Regions from separate parts of the Mus musculus genome. Here regions 1 and 2 are each linked to region 3. Evidence: chromatin contacts called from public HiChIP or PLAC-seq data. All regions are on one chromosome and are shown on one strand. Each heading gives the region's core, a stretch centred on a gene start, on an enhancer-like site or on the middle of the called end of the contact. The rest is flanking DNA. Distances are from core to core; before and after follow the strand shown.

Region 1 (2,700 bases), core at 96-2,595, 180 kb after region 3:
AGTGCTCTTAATAAGCACATTTGCTATTAAAACATATTAAGAAGTTAGATCTTGGATTTAAATCTAATTTTCTAGCCTTAGAAATACTCCTTTGAACTGTTCAAAAGATCTGTACATTGTTTTTCTTGCCTGCACAGTAGGATGTTGTGATGTTAGCTTTCCATTACTATAACAAAATATCTCAAATAATTGACTTATAAAAATTTTATTTTGACTTATGTGTAGAGAAATTTTAATCCAGCAACATGAATGCTCTAATAAGGCATCACATCCAATGATAGGATCCAGTTTTCTGGGATGCAGACACACCCTGGATCACCATGCGATCTGGCTGGGATGCAGACACACCCTGGATCACCATGCGATCTGGCTGGGATGCAGACACACCCTGGATCACCATGTGATCTGGCTGGGATGCAGACACACCCTGGATCACCATGTGATCTGGCTGGGATGCAGACACACCCTGGATCACCATGCGATCTGTCTGGGATTCAGACACACCCTGGATCACCATGCGATCTGGCTGGGATGCAGACACACCCTGGATCACCATGCGATCTGGCTGGGATTCAGACACACCTTTTAATCTCAAAGTTAGTTTGCTTCCTTCTAAGCAGCCATAGTTGAAAGTGAAGCCTAACTGAAGGGCAGAAAAAGTGACGAACCAGAGAAAGAGTTGGTTCATGCAGCCAGAGGCAAAGCATTTAGTGAGAAGCCAGATTGAATCAGTCATTTTGGAGAGGAGTTTGAGCCTGAACAACTGAGCTCAAACAGCCAGCCAGAGTTCAGAAAGAACTAGAAAGAGTGAGCTTGTTCAGCAGTAAGCCTTGGAGACAACAATTGATTCTTGGTGGATAAAAGATATATTTATACTTATGGTTTTGGAGAGTTCAGTGTGTAATCAATTAGCTGTCTGCTTTTGGGCCTATGGTGAGGCAGCATATTGTTCTGGGAGAGTATGGCAAAATAAAACTGTCCATCTCTTGAGTGGAGCCTGATAGGAAGAAAGAGAGGGAGGAAATAATTAAGTCAGTTTCTAGTCCATAACCCTAACAACTTAAAGGTACCTAACTATTATTAAGCTATATATAATAAAGCGCTATATTGGGTTCTAAACCTTTACCACTGTATGGACATTTAAGGGGCACCCAGTATCTAAACTATGGCAGATAGTATTTGCTTTCTCCAGTGGTGCCTCTCAGTTACTGGAAATGCTGTCCATGAATATTTGCTTTCCTTTCTGTAGTTTAGTTTCAGCCCTATAACAAACCTGACAAGCTGGAAGGGCCTTAGGAGATTATCTAGTTAAACGGAAACAGTGTTGGAAACAGACGTGTAATCAGTTTGTTAACAGTGAAAATGGTCTTATTTTTACTTGGCAGTTTCTTTGTCTGTAACCGGATAAAACTAGGCTGTGCTACCTTTTTATTGTTGGAAAGGACACGTTCAGTCCGCAGTTTATAGAACTGTTGGTCTTAGTTGCTCTTTGGGAATTGGAGGAGGGAGTTATGAACGAACTGGAATATATGTGTAGTCGGCAAGAGCTGGACTAAAGAGCTTTCTCGTTTTCAGTTCATTTTGTATTGCTTGATCCCCCAGAACCTCTGGTAGCTGCATTCTCTGTGACCCCTGTGGATCTGGCATCACTATCTCATAAGACCAGCTGCTTGCATATTGTGTATCTTGGTTAGTTTCTCAGTAATAGATGCTGAGTTTAAATTCCTGTGTAGAAAACTTGGGAAGGAAGATATAATGTATAATAAACAGTAGACACTGTTGACAAATAAAATCATTTGCTTGGCATAATTCACTAATGTAACTTTTAAATTTGACATTATTTAATTTAGGATCTTAGAATTGAGCAGCATTAAAATAATTGATAATTGGTATTTATTTTTTTCTTACAGAGAGGAAAATGGAAAATGGAAAACGTAAGCTTTTTGCCATATTTTAAAAGTTGTATTTCCATTATCTTTTCTAGGTTGCTGTAGTTAAACTAAAAAATGCAGATAAAGTATTCGCCATGAAAATTCTGAACAAGTGGGAAATGCTGAAAAGAGCTGAGGTAAGTCTTTTCTGTTTTGCAACAATTGATGGCACTTAGGTTGTTTTTCATATAGATAAGTTAATATGTTGGTAGTAAAAATCTTTGTACATGAATTTTTGAGTACTTTTGTGAGCTTATGTATAGTCTGAATATGTAGCAAGGTGGACTCAAATTATTAGTGCATTTAAGATTTTTATCAAAATTAACTTTGTGTGTTTGTGAAAAAGAAATTTCAAAATGAAAGAAGAAAGAGTATCAGCCCAACCCATGTCACCAGAATGCAGTCAGTGTAAGGAGGCTGTGAGATAAGTTTGATCTGAAGAACCTACAGTGGAAAGAGAGCAGACAACAGAAAGTTGTCCTCTGTCCTCCACAGGTGTGCACTGTGGCATCTTAGCATACATGTGCATGCACACATGTGTGCACACTTCCTCACACAGGCAATCAACATGTAAAAAGATATAAAGGTAGAGGAAGTATGAAGCGCTCTTAATCACAGATCTTGCGGTGGCTGCCCTGAGATCTCCAGTCTGTAGAGGGAGGTTGAAATGATCTTAGTGGTTGTTTATGGGATGGATCCCAGGGTGGGGCAGTCTCTGGATGGTCCTTCCTTCTGTCTCAGCCCGGAACTTTGTCTCTGTAACTGCCTC
Region 2 (2,700 bases), core at 128-2,627, 140 kb after region 3:
AAGTTTTGACTAATAATAAAGTTCCCAGAGCTTCCATACCTTATCTGTCACAGGTGAGACACATTTTGAGTTTGTTTTTAGTATTTGTAGTTGGATGTGTTTGTTTGTAAGTCCAAAGAGTCCAATTGACAGTGGCTTCAAACACTGGACATTCCTTACTAACCACGAAGTCCTTAGGGCAATCCCATGTCAGTTTCTGGCTCAGCAATGCCAGTGGTGGATTTAGAAGGTCTCTGAAATCTCTTGATTGTCCTGCTATTTGGCACAAGACAGCTAGCTATTTGGCATAAAACAGTGCATCATTATAGCAGCATCTTAAGTAGAAAGAGAGGGACTTTGGGAAAGGGAAAGGGATTAGTCCTTGTTTTTTTTCTCTTCAGGTAAGACACCCCCTTCCCAGGCACTCTCAAGCACTTTTATGTCATTGTTTCAAATGATAGAAAATGAGTTTTATACTTACTCCGGACTGAGTGTTAGACAAGAGGAAAGTGACTGCCATGGATGGCATATGACTTGCAGAGAATCAGGCCTTAAAGTAGCAAGCAAACTAGTGGTAAACAAGATCCCCTGAATTTATAAGAATTAGTTTTTTGTAACTTCAATTTTTCAAAGTATGTATGTATGTGTGTGTGTATATATATATATATATACATATATATATATATATATATACACACACACACATATATAATAATAATAATTATTATTATTATTATTAATTTTTTGGTTTTTTGAGACAGGGTTTCTCTGTATAGCCCTGGCTGTCCTGGAACCCACTCTGTAGACCAGGCTGGCCTCGAACTCAGAAATCCACCTGCCTCTGCCTCCCAAGTGCTGGGATTAAAGGTGTTCACCACCACTGCTCTGCTTCAAAGTTTATTTTTAATGACAGTTTTTAAATGCTTTGACCTCCCTTCTAACCCACCACCTACCAGAGGCAGTGGGAAAGAAAGGACAGGGGAAGTGGACTTGTTTAGGCTTGGTTCTTTGGAGCAAATCCTGAGTTGTCAGGACATCAGCGGTTCAGTTCACAGGTCAGCAGTGACAGCTCAAACCACTTGTAAACATTTCATGGATATACCAGCAGTCCAGTTTGGTAGAGTTGATGCTGCCTGTGCTTTGGACTACTTGTAGCCCGACCCTACCTGCCCTTGGCGGTTGGAGGTGGTGGCGCAGAGTCGAGGACACAGACTCCAGGAGCAGGTGAGAAAAGCCACAGCAAGCTCATCTGAGCATTACTGCAAGCTCCCTTAATACCCTCCACCTGAGCCCCATTGGTCCCAAGAAAGCATCTCTTCTAAAGAGCAGTTCTTCGGTTGGCTGGTATTGTCTGCACCAGTAATCCTTGGTCTCTCAGGCAGTCCTCAATTAGGTCCTCAGCAGGAGATGCTTTTGTGGCTGTGTGCACTCCTCCCTCTTTAGGTGTTTATATAGAGGTGGCCCTGCCCTTCCTGTTACAAGTGGGATAGCAAACATGAATCAGCAGGAGAGACCAGGCCCAACAGGAATGCCAGGAGAAGTTCTTGGCTGTGTCTCAGTGAAAAGATCATGGAAGATGGGGGACCAACAATCATTACACAGCTAGCCAAGCCCAGCCCAGCCAATCAAGCTCCCATCACTGTTCTTTGAGTTGTTTTTAAATTTCCCTCAAACATAATGTATCCTTCACGGGTCTTGCCTCACTATGTGCGTCTATCTCAGCTGACATCACTTTGCCAATCAGCCCGAGTCCATGGAAGTGGTAAGAAACCACAACACACCACAAGTTTTTTGGTGTGTTTCTCTTTATGGAGTCCCAACAAATAGAGCTCAACTAAGCAATGTAAGGTGTGTCGCTAGTGAAGATTACTTCATCACGTGTCCTTTCACGTGTTTGCTTTAGCAGAACACCCTTTCTCCTGTGTCTGCTTCAGCGAAATGTTCCTTCAGGAGTGTGCCTTAGCCTTTCACACCTGTGTCTACTTTAACTAAACTTCCCTTCACATGTTTGCCCCAGCAAAACACCGTTCAACCGACTTTCCAAAGAACCTGTAAGTTTCCACTTCAATTTTTCTTCCTTTCCACTACTTATTTTTGGTGGTACTGAGAGTGGAATCCAGGGCCTACACATCCTAAGTGGGCACTTGTCATTGAGTTCTAGTCTTTGCTTAGGCATTTCCTTAGCCATAGGGTGCTTATAAGTCTTAGAACTCTAAGGATCTTTTATTGGATTATCAGATTTGCTTTATTTTTGATATAGGGTGTTGTTATAGATACTGGGCTGGCCTTGAACTCCTGATTTCCCTATCTCAGTCTTCTGAAGGACAGAATTATGAAGGTGTATCACCATGCCTGCAAAACCAGATTTGTTCATCTTTTATGGCACTGCTGGCCCTGTTCTAGGTGTTGAGGATCAGAATTTACGTTATTCCATTAAATGAAGAAAGTGTCTTAGGCCTGTCTTTCTGGGGGACACTGATTCCATCTCTCTCCTTAGCCCACCAGCATTAACTCATTTCTTTGATTTTAAGGGTTGTGCCAGGACCAATATGCTTTAAATTAAAAAACAAATTTTAAAAGTTTATCGTAATGTTTTGCTTGCATGTATATCTGTGTCCCACATGTGTGCCTGGTGTCTTCAGAGGCCAGAAGGTGTGGAATCCCCTGGAGCTGGAACTACAGACAGTTATGAGCCATCATGTAGGTGATGAGATCGCACCT
Region 3 (2,700 bases), core at 116-2,615:
AGGGGGGGTGCCGGAGAGTTTGAGAACCCCTTATTAAAAGTGGGTTTTGAAAACTCTAAGCCTACAGTTATTAATGCACCGAGCAGGCCAGGCTTCACCATTCTTCTGTTTTGCATATGAAAAATCCACATAGCCTGGAGTAGTGGTGATGCCTTTAATCCCAGGATTCAGGAGGCAGAGGCAGGCAGATCTCTGTAAGTTCGAGGCCAGCCTGGTCCACATAGTGAGTTCTAGAACAGCCAAGATAGCATAGAGAGACCCTACTTGAAAGAAAGAAAGAAAGAAAGAAAGAAAGGAAGGAAGGAAGAAAGAAAGAAAGAAAGAAAGAAAGAAAGAAAGAAAGAAAAGAAAGATAGAAAGAAAATGCCTCAGGGTGTGTATGTGTGTGCGTGTATGCATGTATGTGTATATGTGTTTATATGTATGTGTGTATATATAAATACACACACATATATATGTATAGATATACGATATATACATATATATACATTGGATGTGTGTATGTATACATGTGTATATATGAAAATGTATACACGCTATATAGATCTGTGTGTATGTGATCATGTTAAATTCCTGCCTTCCAAGTGCTGGATTTATAGGTATGAGCCACTATGCCTGACTTTCATTCCAAATATTATTCAGAATTTACTACTATGTCAGATTTAATATGTCAGTGATAGTGGATTTGCAGTTTAGGGGAAATGAGATACGAATTAAATGAGTAGATACAGTCATTAGACTGTGGTACTGGCCTTGAAGATAGTGTGAGAAGTGTTAGTGGATGGCAGAAGGAGCTGAGTTTTGCAGGTCAGGGACTTTCCCTGAGCAGTGATTGATGGGAGCGCTGCTATTTGAAGGGTGAATGGGTTGAAACGGATAGAGAGGAACGGGGAGAAATTCACTCGGTGGACGGAACTGGAAAGAGTGACTTCCTGAAGGTGAGGAAGAGTTTGTGGGTGGGTCTGAGGAGTTGGGTGTTCAATGGGACCTTGGGCATCCATGAACGACTAAGTGGTTTTAAACTGGCTGCCCTGAGCAGGATGGATTGATGGGAGAAAGCTGTTTAGGAAGGAGGAGGAAGGGAGTTCCCATCAGTCGAGAGAGAAGTGGAAAAGGGAAAAGTGGGAGGAATGGCAGGAGGTGTTTTGGCTTAGAAATTGAGGACATGAAAACCTACCGGAAACGGAAGGCTCATAGCCTGCACTTTTCCTTTCTTCCTTTGCATCAAAATGGTCTGTGATTGTCACCTTCCCTCCAACTGCAGCCTCACAAAGTGGGACCTAACTTCAGGGCTGCTCGTCCCGGTGACCCTGCTCCCCAGGCAGACCTGCAGTTCTCAGATCTCCCGGGAGGTGGCAGCAAATGGAAACTAGCCGTTCACTTCCCCATCGCCCAGCCTAGCTTCCCGCCCAGGACTTCTTGGAAAATTCCTCCCCCCAACCCCCCATTCCAGTTTCTCTAAAAAGGTCTTTCTGAGCAGCCTCGGCCGCCTGAGGGTGTGACTTATCCGGGGAATGTTTCCCGGGACAGAGGCCTCGACTGAGTCAGTAATTTTTGTGGCGGGCCCTCCTTTATTTTTGGTTGCGGCCGCTTTACACAGGCTTCCTGCGACAGCGCTGTCCTTTCCCAGCCAAGCTGCCGACCAACAGGGACATTCTTTCTAGACTACCTCAGACCTGAGGGTCAAAGAATGAGACAGGCTGAGCCCAGGTGATTCTGGAGGTGGGGGTAGACCTGGGAACGCGGTTAAAGTCTGAGCCTGCCCAGAGAGGAAGACGGGCTCCAACAGGCTATGGGATAGGCTCACAAGTGTGTAAGCAAAAGGCTGAGATTTATCAAGTAAGGTAAGGGGCAAAGAAGGAGGGTAGGCTAGCTAGCAGGTAAAGAAGTACAGCACGCATGCCATAGCCAAAGGAGCAAACTTCAGAATCCAGGGCCTGCCCTAGCCCCAGGGCTGTTTTTTGTAATTTAGTGTGCAGAGCTGAATCTACTACATGACAACCCTTGGAGGATCTGTCTTTCTTGCCAATCTGACAGGTCTGTCCTTTTCCTCCTCCTCCTGCTTTTGTTTGTTTGTTTGTTTTGTTTTGTTTTGTTTTCAGATCTCATTTGGCCCAGGCTAACCTCAAACTCACTCTAAACGTCATCTTGCCTGCCTCCACCTCCTGAGTACTGGGATTATAGGTATGCACACCTCGCCTGGTTCACTCAGTGTTCGGAATTGAGCCTGGGGAATCTGTGCATCTATCTGCTCAGTTCAGCAAACGTGAGCCGAAGATCTGAGGTGCATAGCTGTGTGTGAGAGTCGGCGCTACATGGCTGTAACAAGGTACCTGACAGAATCCACTTTGAAAAGGAAATCCATTATTTTGGCTCCTGATTTCAGAAGTTTCAGTCCACGGTTGTCCGCCCTCTGCTCTGAGCCTGTGGTGGCACAGGTCATGACGGTGATCACACAGAGCAGAAGAGGCGCATTCACCTCGTGGCAGCTGGGAAGCAGAGAGAAAGGAAGGGGCCTCAGAGCACCCTCGGACACCTAACTTCCTTCTATCGGGCACCACCCCAGCAACATCACAGGCTGGTGACCAAGTTTCTAACACACAGACCTTGGGGGAACATTTGGGACCAGAATTATGGCAACAGCGCATCCATCCTTTAATCCAAAGACTCTGCAAGGATATCATGATTTATACTATCAGA

What was found. HiChIP or PLAC-seq counts read pairs in DNA pulled down with a chosen protein or histone mark.
Region 1: a contact with region 3 is called in an H3K27ac HiChIP or PLAC-seq map of trophoblast stem cells, with 2.4 times the contacts expected there. The contact joins two enhancer-like sites. A contact is called at or near these places in 7 of 484 Hi-C or Micro-C datasets (the HL-1 cell line, MC3T3-E1-derived osteoblasts, cerebellum and 4 more), 5 of 115 datasets of contacts at active chromatin or transcription factors (embryonic stem cells and trophoblast stem cells) and 1 of 9 other capture datasets (embryonic stem cells).
Region 2: a FOXA1 HiChIP or PLAC-seq map of pancreatic cancer cells shows a contact between it and region 3. The contact joins two enhancer-like sites. A contact is called at or near these places in 1 of 484 Hi-C or Micro-C datasets (embryonic fibroblasts), 1 of 115 datasets of contacts at active chromatin or transcription factors (pancreatic cancer cells) and 2 of 9 other capture datasets (adipose tissue and pancreatic islet).

The regions. Positions count from the first base shown.
Region 1 is chr1:180,029,521-180,032,220 of GRCm38.p6, forward strand. Cdc42bpa (CDC42 binding protein kinase alpha) reads left to right here. Exons shown (of 37, transcript NM_001359541.1): 3 at 1,985-2,068. Among named protein-coding and RNA genes, the nearest start is that of Cdc42bpa, 70 kb to the left of the region's middle. Within about 2 kb of position 1,346, at least 16 of the 459 cell types and tissues checked have an H3K27ac peak or open chromatin away from gene starts, as enhancers often do. A contact at or near this core is called in trophoblast stem cells, where this site is marked.
Region 2 is chr1:179,982,979-179,985,678 of GRCm38.p6, forward strand. The region is part of intron 1 of Cdc42bpa (CDC42 binding protein kinase alpha); the gene reads left to right. Among named protein-coding and RNA genes, the nearest start is that of Cdc42bpa, 24 kb to the left of the region's middle. Within about 2 kb of position 1,378, at least 10 of the 459 cell types and tissues checked have an H3K27ac peak or open chromatin away from gene starts, as enhancers often do. A contact at or near this core is called in pancreatic cancer cells, where this site is marked.
Region 3 is chr1:179,846,541-179,849,240 of GRCm38.p6, forward strand. No RefSeq gene overlaps it. Among named protein-coding and RNA genes, the nearest start is that of Gm31668, 31 kb to the right of the region's middle. Within about 2 kb of position 1,366, at least 166 of the 459 cell types and tissues checked have an H3K27ac peak or open chromatin away from gene starts, as enhancers often do. A contact at or near this core is called in pancreatic cancer cells and trophoblast stem cells, where this site is marked.